Regions from separate parts of the Mus musculus genome. Here regions 1 and 2 are each linked to region 3. The links are chromatin contacts, called in public HiChIP or PLAC-seq maps. All regions are on one chromosome and are shown on one strand. Each heading gives the region's core, a stretch centred on a gene start, on an enhancer-like site or on the middle of the called end of the contact. The rest is flanking DNA. Distances are from core to core; before and after follow the strand shown.

Evidence for each region. HiChIP or PLAC-seq counts read pairs in DNA pulled down with a chosen protein or histone mark.
Region 1: an H3K4me3 HiChIP or PLAC-seq map of bone marrow-derived macrophages shows a contact between it and region 3, with 4 times the contacts expected there. The contact joins the enhancer-like site here to the promoter of 2310011J03Rik in region 3. A contact is called at or near these places in 1 of 39 promoter capture datasets (pre-B cells), 3 of 115 datasets of contacts at active chromatin or transcription factors (bone marrow-derived macrophages, double positive thymocytes and pancreatic cancer cells) and 2 of 9 other capture datasets (adipose tissue and pancreatic islet).
Region 2: an HNF4G HiChIP or PLAC-seq map of pancreatic cancer cells shows a contact between it and region 3. The contact joins the enhancer-like site here to the promoter of 2310011J03Rik in region 3. A contact is called at or near these places in 5 of 39 promoter capture datasets (the 3T3-L1 cell line, cranial neural crest, hematopoietic stem and progenitor cells and 2 more) and 5 of 115 datasets of contacts at active chromatin or transcription factors (the 230-238 cell line, the SCID.adh cell line, bone marrow-derived macrophages and 2 more).

What each region holds. Positions count from the first base shown.
Region 1 is chr10:80,086,293-80,088,992 of GRCm38.p6, reverse strand. It overlaps Sbno2 (strawberry notch 2), which reads left to right. Exons shown (of 32, transcript NM_183426.2): 2 at 2,561-2,700. The coding sequence starts at 2,656. Among named protein-coding and RNA genes, the nearest start is that of Sbno2, 15 kb to the left of the region's middle. Within about 2 kb of position 1,307, at least 91 of the 459 cell types and tissues checked have an H3K27ac peak or open chromatin away from gene starts, as enhancers often do. A contact at or near this core is called in adipose tissue and bone marrow-derived macrophages, where this site is marked.
Region 2 is chr10:80,460,136-80,462,835 of GRCm38.p6, reverse strand. No RefSeq gene overlaps it. Among named protein-coding and RNA genes, the nearest start is that of Gm40716, 14 kb to the left of the region's middle. Within about 2 kb of position 1,280, at least 11 of the 459 cell types and tissues checked have an H3K27ac peak or open chromatin away from gene starts, as enhancers often do. A contact at or near this core is called in pancreatic cancer cells, where this site is marked.
Region 3 is chr10:80,319,107-80,321,806 of GRCm38.p6, reverse strand. It overlaps 2310011J03Rik (RIKEN cDNA 2310011J03 gene), which reads left to right and starts at 1,259. Exons shown (of 2, transcript NM_025521.3): 1 at 1,259-1,624; 2 at 2,260-2,700. The coding sequence starts at 1,495. The coding sequence ends at 2,459. Pcsk4 (proprotein convertase subtilisin/kexin type 4) reads left to right here. Exons shown (of 15, transcript NM_008793.2): 15 at 1-524. The coding sequence ends at 1.

The DNA.
Region 1 (2,700 bases), core at 58-2,557, 230 kb after region 3:
CTATGCCCCTCAATCAGTCATCAGTCAATCAATCAATCAATCAATCAATCAATCTCTTTCTCTCCCCCAGTCTCCTCCCTCTCCCCTCCCTCCCTCTTTCTGTGTCCTCTCTCCTCTCTCTCCCTTCCTCCCACCGTGTGTGTGTGTGTGTGTGTGTGTGTGTGTATGTGTGTGTGTGTGCCTGTGTGTGTGTGTGTGTGCGTGTGTGTGTGTGTGCGTGTGCGTGTGTGTGTGTGCGTGTGTGCGCGTGTGTGCGCGCGTGTGTGTGTGTGTGTGGCGTGTGTGTGTGTGGGGGGGGCGTGTGTGTGTGGTGTGTGTGTGTGGTGTGTGTGTGTGTGTGTGTGGCGTGTGTGTGTGCGCGTGTGTGTGTGTGGCGTGTGTGTGTGTGTGTGTGTGTGGCGTGTGTGTGTGTGTGTGTGTGTGTGGCGTGTGTGTGTGTGTGTGTGTGTGTGTATGTGTGTGTGTGTGTGTGTGGCGTGTGTGCGTGTGTGTGTGTGTGTGTGTGTGTGCGTGCGTGTGTGTGTGTGTGTGTGCGCGTGCGTGCGTGCGTGCGTGCGCGTGTGTGTGTGTGGCATGTGTACATACATGCTAGTTTGGGTACATACCCAGAGGCCTGAGGACTTTATCACTCTCTGCCTTATTCCTTTGCTTAAAAACAAAACAAGGTGGTGGTAATGCACATCTTTAATCTCAGCGCTCGGGAGTCAGAGGCAGGTGGAGTTCTGAGTTCTGGGCTAGCTTGGCCTACAGAGATCGTTCCAGGACAACCAGGGCTACTCAGAGAGACCAAACCAAACCAAACCAAACAAAACAGAATAAAACAAAATAGTCTCTCAGGCCGGAGATACAGCCCAGTGATTAGGAGCACTGTCTGCTTTTGCAGAGAACCCAAGTTTAATTCCCTGTACCTACATGACAGCTCACAACCATCTGTAACTCCAGTTCTAGGGGACCCAGTGCCCTCTCTGGCTTCTGCAGGGACCAGGCATATACACGGTGCACAGACAGGTACAGGCAATGCTCATACATATATATATAGTTAAAGTAAGTACTTAAAATATGGTTTAATGTAGACAGGCTAATCCTTGAGCTTGCTGTGTTGTTGAGGGTGACCTCAGACTCCTGACCATCCTGTGTCAGCCTGCCTAGTGCTGGGATGACAGGTGTGTACAACACCTTCGTGTCTCACTGTCTGTCTCTCACTGAATCTGGTAGTGTATTGCAGTCACTGCTGGGGCTAGAAGTAAGTGTGGTCATGCCTGGCAGGTGCTGGAGATCTGAGTCTGCGCAGTGAGCATTCCAACCTAGTACACCATTTCTCCAGTTCCTTTTTTTATTTGCGGGACATGGCGTCGTGTAGCTCAGGCCGGCTTCTAACTTCCTATGTAGCCCAGGATGGTCTTGACCTCCCCATTTCCCTGCCCCACCTCCCTAGTACCGGGATGGCGTGTGTAGTACTACAGCTTGTTTATGGGGTGCTGGGGTCAGACCCAAGGCTTCCTCTGTGCCTGGCGAATACCCATGCCATGGCCCCACAGCTTCGGTTTATTTTTTGAGGCAGTCACACTCTATAGCCCAGGCTGGTCTTGAACTTGTTACCTTGCTGCCTCAGTTTCCCAAGTGCTATGATGACAGGCTGACAGAACTCAAGGCCACCTCCTAGGCGAACATTCATCACTGAGCCACATCCCCAGTTCACCCCAAAATATGAGGTCGACCAGTCCCCCAGATCACACAGTATCCATCCACCATGAGCCTCTGTGAGTGCATCTAGTTGTGACCAGACTCCCAGGTCTGGGCTTGCTGGGCAGCTGGCCTTCAGAGCTGGGACTGGTGCAGAACATGACTTCTGGCCTTGCTGGCAGTCTTGCCTCTGCCCACTGGGCCCTTTTCCCTCCCTCCTGCCAGCATCCCCAGGCAGGCAGGCTGGCTTCCCCTGGTTGGATTACACAAGCCACTGCCTGCTGCTTGTGGCCTGGGCTGTGGGCAGTTACTGGAAGGCCCCTGCTCTGCTCCAGGGCTTGGCTGGGCGGCGTCCATCTCCCCTTCCTGTCTCTGGTGATTAACCTTGTGTTGCCCGCCTGAGTTCCACCACCTTCCTGGATGGTCTGGGACTCTGTTCTAGGCTGGGGGGCATGGAGGGAGCTTGGAGACCTTGATGTGCTCCAGTCTGTGTCACAGACCTGGGGCAGGGCATAGTTGTCCTGTGTCTGACCATGTTGGGCTTAGGGTTCACCACCCTGCAGCCAGGGACACCCTGGGCAGGCTCTCCAGGGTCTGGCTCAGAGGGAACTTCTGGGGTTCTTCTGAGGTATTTAGGTTTCCTGATATGCTCTCGGTGTCTGCAGTGTCTTCAGAGGTCCTGCCTGACCCTCCCTACCGGGTCACAGTGCCAGCCTCAGCCTGTGCTACTTCAGCAGCTTGATCCAATGGGCAGCGGCCATGCTATTGACCAGTGCTTATGGTCACAGTGGGGCAGGAGCCACACTTTCCAGATAGGCTTGCCGGGAGTTGGGGAACCTGCACAGTCCTTTCATGATGGCTTCCTCTCCCACCACAGGATATGACATTACAACTGCCGCTGCCAGCACCACAGAGTAAGCAGTCCAGATAGCCGCCACCCGAGGGTCGCGGAGCGCTGCCTCCACTTGCCTGATGCTGGCAGTGGAACCCACCATGGATGGGGACTTCCCTCCACAT
Region 2 (2,700 bases), core at 31-2,530, 140 kb before region 3:
CCAGATTATTTTACCCCTGACCTCCACTGAGGATGATGGGAAGAGACCCTAGGTCCTCTGCCATGTGCTCTGGAGGCTCCAAGTGCCTGTGATAAGCAGAAATGGGCCCCGATGTGATGGCTGTCACAGAGCAGCAGAGTCTGTCACCCCACTAGTAGGAGCTCTGCTTTTTGGAACCAAGGATCCAACCTGATATTTCACTGCAAGCAAGTTCAAGCTCTATGTTGCTTTAAAACAGACATTTTCAGTCACGTGTGGAGCACACACCTGTCACCTCAGCATTTGAAGGCTGATGCAGGAAGATCTTGTATTCTAGGATAGACTGAACTACAGGGTTAGCGCTGTCTCAAAAACAAAATCTGGGCTTGGAGGGCTACAACGTGCCTGTAATTCTAGCCACTTGGGAGGTGGAGGCAGGACAGTGGCTGTGAGTTGGGGTCTAGCCTGGTTGGTTCCAGACTGCCCTATGTGACTAACCCCTTAAAAAATCAAAAATAAAAGCAAATCTATTTTTCAGATGTACTCAGGGTGGTTTGTCAGCAAGTGCCCTGGTGACTTGTGATGGGGGATGGCAAACTGGAGGCTGCGTGAGTGTATCTGAGAGGGGTGAGGGCTCAAAGGACAGACAAGGTGTCAGTCACCATGGTGAAGACCTGGGTTCCAGGCCTCATGCTGAGCACCCACCAGACAGCTCAACCTCATGGGATCCCCAGCTTCAGTGAAGCATTATGTCTTCAAAAGCAAGGAAGGGGTGGCAAGAGGGCACAGCAGGGGCTTGCAGCCAATCCTGGCCACCTGAGTTCAATCCCCAAGACTCCAAGACTGAAGGAGAGCACCAACCATGGGCAAACTACCCTTTCATCTCTCTCTCTCTCTCTCTCTCTCTCTCACACACACACACACACACACACACACACACACACACAAAACACAATAAATAAATGTAATTTTTATAGTAAAAAACTCAAAACTAGGAGCAACAGAAACACTCATGACATCACCTCTGGCTTCCATTCACATGAACATTCTCACAAAATAAAATCAAACGGAGACAGCACTTACTTGCAAGCGTGCCCCTTGGGGCTTTGACTGGACTCTCTGGCCTCATGGGTTTTGCTCAATGAGATACATTGGGGTTCAGTCCAAAGGATCCCCCTGGACACACTGTTCTATCAGCAGTTCTATAGAGCCTCACCCCTCGCTCCAGGCAGAGTCTCCTGTTAGCCCCGGTCTCTCTAGATGGCCATCTACTTCACTGTGGGTTCCTCAGACCACAGACTGGTGCAGCCAAAACCACAGAGCAGGGATTCCCGGGAAGCCAAGACCATGAGGTAACAGATGGGTCTTCATGGATGCGAACCCGGAAGAACCCCTACCACAGGGGCCTTCATTTCCCTCAGCTTCGGGGCTTCCTGCCTGCCAGGGGGGTCCCTCACCTCCTGAGCCTCAGCCCTCGGGAGGAATTTTCTAGAGATCTCAGCTTCTCCTTCAGGGTCCAAGAAGCACAAGGAAGAAGACAGACTCGGCTGGTCCCTGAGCAGTGCTGAATACCTGAAACCTCAGTATTTGGAAGGCTAATGCAGGGGAATTGCTGTGAGTTCCAAGGCCATTCTGGGCTACAGAGTGAGCCCATGCCTCTGCAAACCAAAACAACAAAAGACAGGAAAGAGGGGAAAAAATGAGCCAGAAAGATACACAGTGAAGGGGGGAGGGAGGGAGAAGCCGGGAGAACCTTCCAGAACTCTCAGAAGCCAGACACCCTGTGTGGGCAGCCTGCAGTTGATCTGGCCACAGCACATTTGCCTGACCAGCTACTGATCTGCTGTGGCCGAGGTGGAGTACCACTGGGACGGGCCACGCAGCACTGGCCTCAGGTTCTCCCCACCTGCGGATATTTCTGTCTCTGTGATCTGTGATCCTCTGGGAATTGCCACCACTCAGAGAACACAGCCCTGTCAGCATGCTGGGTTGCTCCCAGTCTCTACCCCAACCTCTCTGATCACCCAAAAGAAGCCTCAGAGACTCCACTCTGACAGGATGTAGGGATAGAGGAATGCAGCTCCCAGTGGGATATGTTTGTCCTGGGACTTGAAAGCCTGGGACTTACCCTGGGTCTGTCTAGGGCAAGCTCAGTCCTCAGAACCAGACAGAACTGGATCCCAAGCCTACCTAGCTTGCCCTGGTCAAGCTTCATGTTCAGTCATGTGAAAGGGGACAGTCCCCATGCCCTGTGCCTTGGCAGGAGGCTGCTAGTTTGGCATACACCGACTGCACTGACCCTAGTCCAGGCCTTCCCACATCTTTGTATAACAGACCCATGTCCCTGAAGAGGGTCCAAGGGTTAAAAGTGAAGGAGACCGGTGTCTCCAGGTCTAGAATGCTGAGTCAGCTTGTTTGTTGGGCCCAGCTCAGAAGAGAACCTGCTATACACCACGTGGCACGTCTGGATTATTTTGTAAATGAGATCTCTGAACTGAGTAACTACAAACCCCTTCCCCACCATTAGCACCAGGTGCAACCGTGCGCCCTGTTATCTCAGTACTCAGAGGCTGAGGCAGGGCAGTCTCAGAGATAGAGGCCAGTCTGAGCTACAGAGTTAGGTCCTGGGTCAAACAACATCAATAATATATTTTTAAAAATAAGAGGCTTGCTGGACATGGTGGTGCACACCTTTAGTCCCAGCACTTGGGAGGCAGAGGC
Region 3 (2,700 bases), core at 10-2,509:
AGCAGCGACTACACTGCCTGTCCCCTGTCCCTTGTGTTGGGAGAGCTCCAGAGCCCCTCCAAGGCTTGCCACCTCTGGTGGCCCCCCAGCTACCAGTCTTGGGCCATGGTGCTGGCTCTGCTGGCCAGGGCCTTTGGGAGGCCCCTCGGCTTGAGGAAGGCCCACCTGCCCCAGGCTAGATACCCCAGTGCCCAAAACCATGCATGCACAGATCCCTGGAGGCTGGAGAGCCAGAGATGCCTGGCTGTCAGGACAGAAGGCCGGTACCCCAAGGTCCTGCTCTCAGGCTGGAAGAGAAGCCTGCCCCAGAAGGCCAGGGCAGAGCAGCTGCATGGGTCAGGTGACAGCCCACCGCTCAGCCTCAGCTGCTCCCAGTGGAAGAGATGTGTCCTTACTCATTTTGGAGCAGGTACAGTGGGCAAGAGGTCAGACCACAGCCACCAATCATCTGCCCCTTCCCTGTCTCCAAGCCATCCATAGCCCCATGTCTAACCTCATAGTTGCCAAATAAAAGTTAAACAGAAGATGTCGAGTTTATGGTGTCCTTGAGGGTAGGGTGGGCCCCTGGAGGAATAAGGACCCACAGAGGAAGACTGCTCTGAGCCCAGATCTGCCAAGTGCTGAATTACCATACAGCCATGAACAGGAAGCTAGCTCGCTCCCCCATCCCCCACTGGTTTTTTTTTTTTTTTTTTTTTTTTTTTGGTTTTTCGAGACAGGATTTCTCTGTTTAGCCCTGGCTGTCCTGGAACTCACTTTGTAGACCAGGCTGGCCTCAAAAATCTACCTGCCTCTGCCTCCCGAGTGCTGGGATTAAAGGCGTGCGCCACCACTGCCCGGCTTTCCCACTGCTCTTTTGAGACAGGGTCTCACTGTGTAGTCCTGGCTGTTCTGGGATTCCCCATATTGACCAAGATGATCTTGAACTCACAGAGGTCTGCCTGCCTCTGCCTCACAGTACTGAGATTAAAGTACTGAGTTAAAGGTCTACCACAAGGAAGCAAAGCCTGTGGCTAGGTTCCATCCAGCATTTATTGAGCGCCCACTGTGTACCTGGCAATGGTTGTACACTGATTACTCTCGAAATCACGTTCACCCCTTTCCTCCCACCACACGCGGTGAAGGAGGGCAGAGTTCCTTCTGATCTTACTGGATAGCAACTAGGAGCATCTAGGCTTAGGGCTCTTTAAGACGGGGGAGGGGTTTCGCGAGGCGTGGCGCTGGAGTGGACCGGAAGTGCCGGAACGTAGTGGCGTTCAAGCAGGAAGCGGAAGCGGTGGCGGCCGCCTAGGTTCTTGGAACGAAGATAGGCAGCGGGGTGTTCCAAGAGCAAACTGGCGCGGAGATCGAGCCAAACTCCGAGGTTCCGGGAGGAGGGAAAGCGAGACGGGGTAGGGACCTCGGCGCAGGTCTGTAAGGGGTGCGTAGGAGTTCGCGAGGTGGGCGGGCCGAGCCGAAAGTGGACCCCCAGTTAGCGCGCGCTCCACCTACAAGATGAACTCCAAGGCGAAGAAACGCGTGGTACTGCCCACTCGCCCCGCGCCTCCCACGGTGGAGCAGATCCTGGAGGACGTGCGAGGGGCACCCGCTCAAGATCCTGTTTTCACTGCCCTGGCCCCGGAAGGTAGGAGAACGTGAGACTCCCGAGTGGGGAGCAAACCGACTGCAGGGACGAATCTTTTTTGTCCCTGCCCTTCTCTTCCCCTGCAAAGAAAGATCATCAGAAATAAAATTGAAAGTGCTCCGAACTCTTGGGAGGCAGAGGCAGGCGGATTTTTGAGTTCGAGGCCAGCCTGGTCTACAGACTGAGTTCCAGGACAGCCAGGGCTACACAGAGAAACCTTGTCTCGAAAAACAAAAACAAAAAAAAGTTGAAAGTGCTGCCAACCCGGGTCTAGGGCAAGAGGATTGCTGTGAGTTCAAGACCTTGTCTCAGAGGGGCGTGGCCAGCTGCTCCTACAAATTAATGGGGGGCCAGAGTACTTGCAGGGGCCATATCTGCGACTCCTGGCCTAGGATCCAGGAATCCAGGCAGTCCTGGGTAGAACGGCAGGCCAGGGTGGCTGGAGGTGTCCTGTCCTCTCCATGACACCAAAACCTGAAACTGAGTCTTGTTTTCTAGTGCCTAATAGGCCTATATAGCCCAGGCTGGCCTCGAACTCACCATGTAGCCAAGGATGACCTTGAACCACTGATCCTCTTGCCTCTGGGTTGGTGGATGTCAGGCCTGGGGATGGTGACACTGTTTCTTCTCTTCAGACCCCCCAGACCCATCCCCAAGGGCTGAGGACTCTGAGATCCAGCAGGAGCAGATCTACCAACAGAGCCGGGCCTACGTGGCTATGAATGAGAGGCTGCGGCAGGCGGGGGAAGCTCTGAGACAGAAGTTCGATGGCCTTCGGCAAGCTGGTCAGCGGCTGGAACAGGATATCAGCCAGGTGACTTCAGCCACCTCCTAGAGCCGAAGTTACACCTGATGTCCTTGGTCCAGGCCTGGGCACCTAGCAACCAGAGGCTCTGGGTCAACATTTGCTGTCCCAACCCTGGCCCGGGGAGACCCAGTGGCCCACCTTGCCAGCTAGCAGCTTTGTTCCCTCTTCCATCCTTAATGGCCTCTAATTCATGATGGGACTTAGGGACATGGCCACCTCCTCATTATGGGGACACTGGCCTAAATTGCATCAAGGACTTGATTGCAGG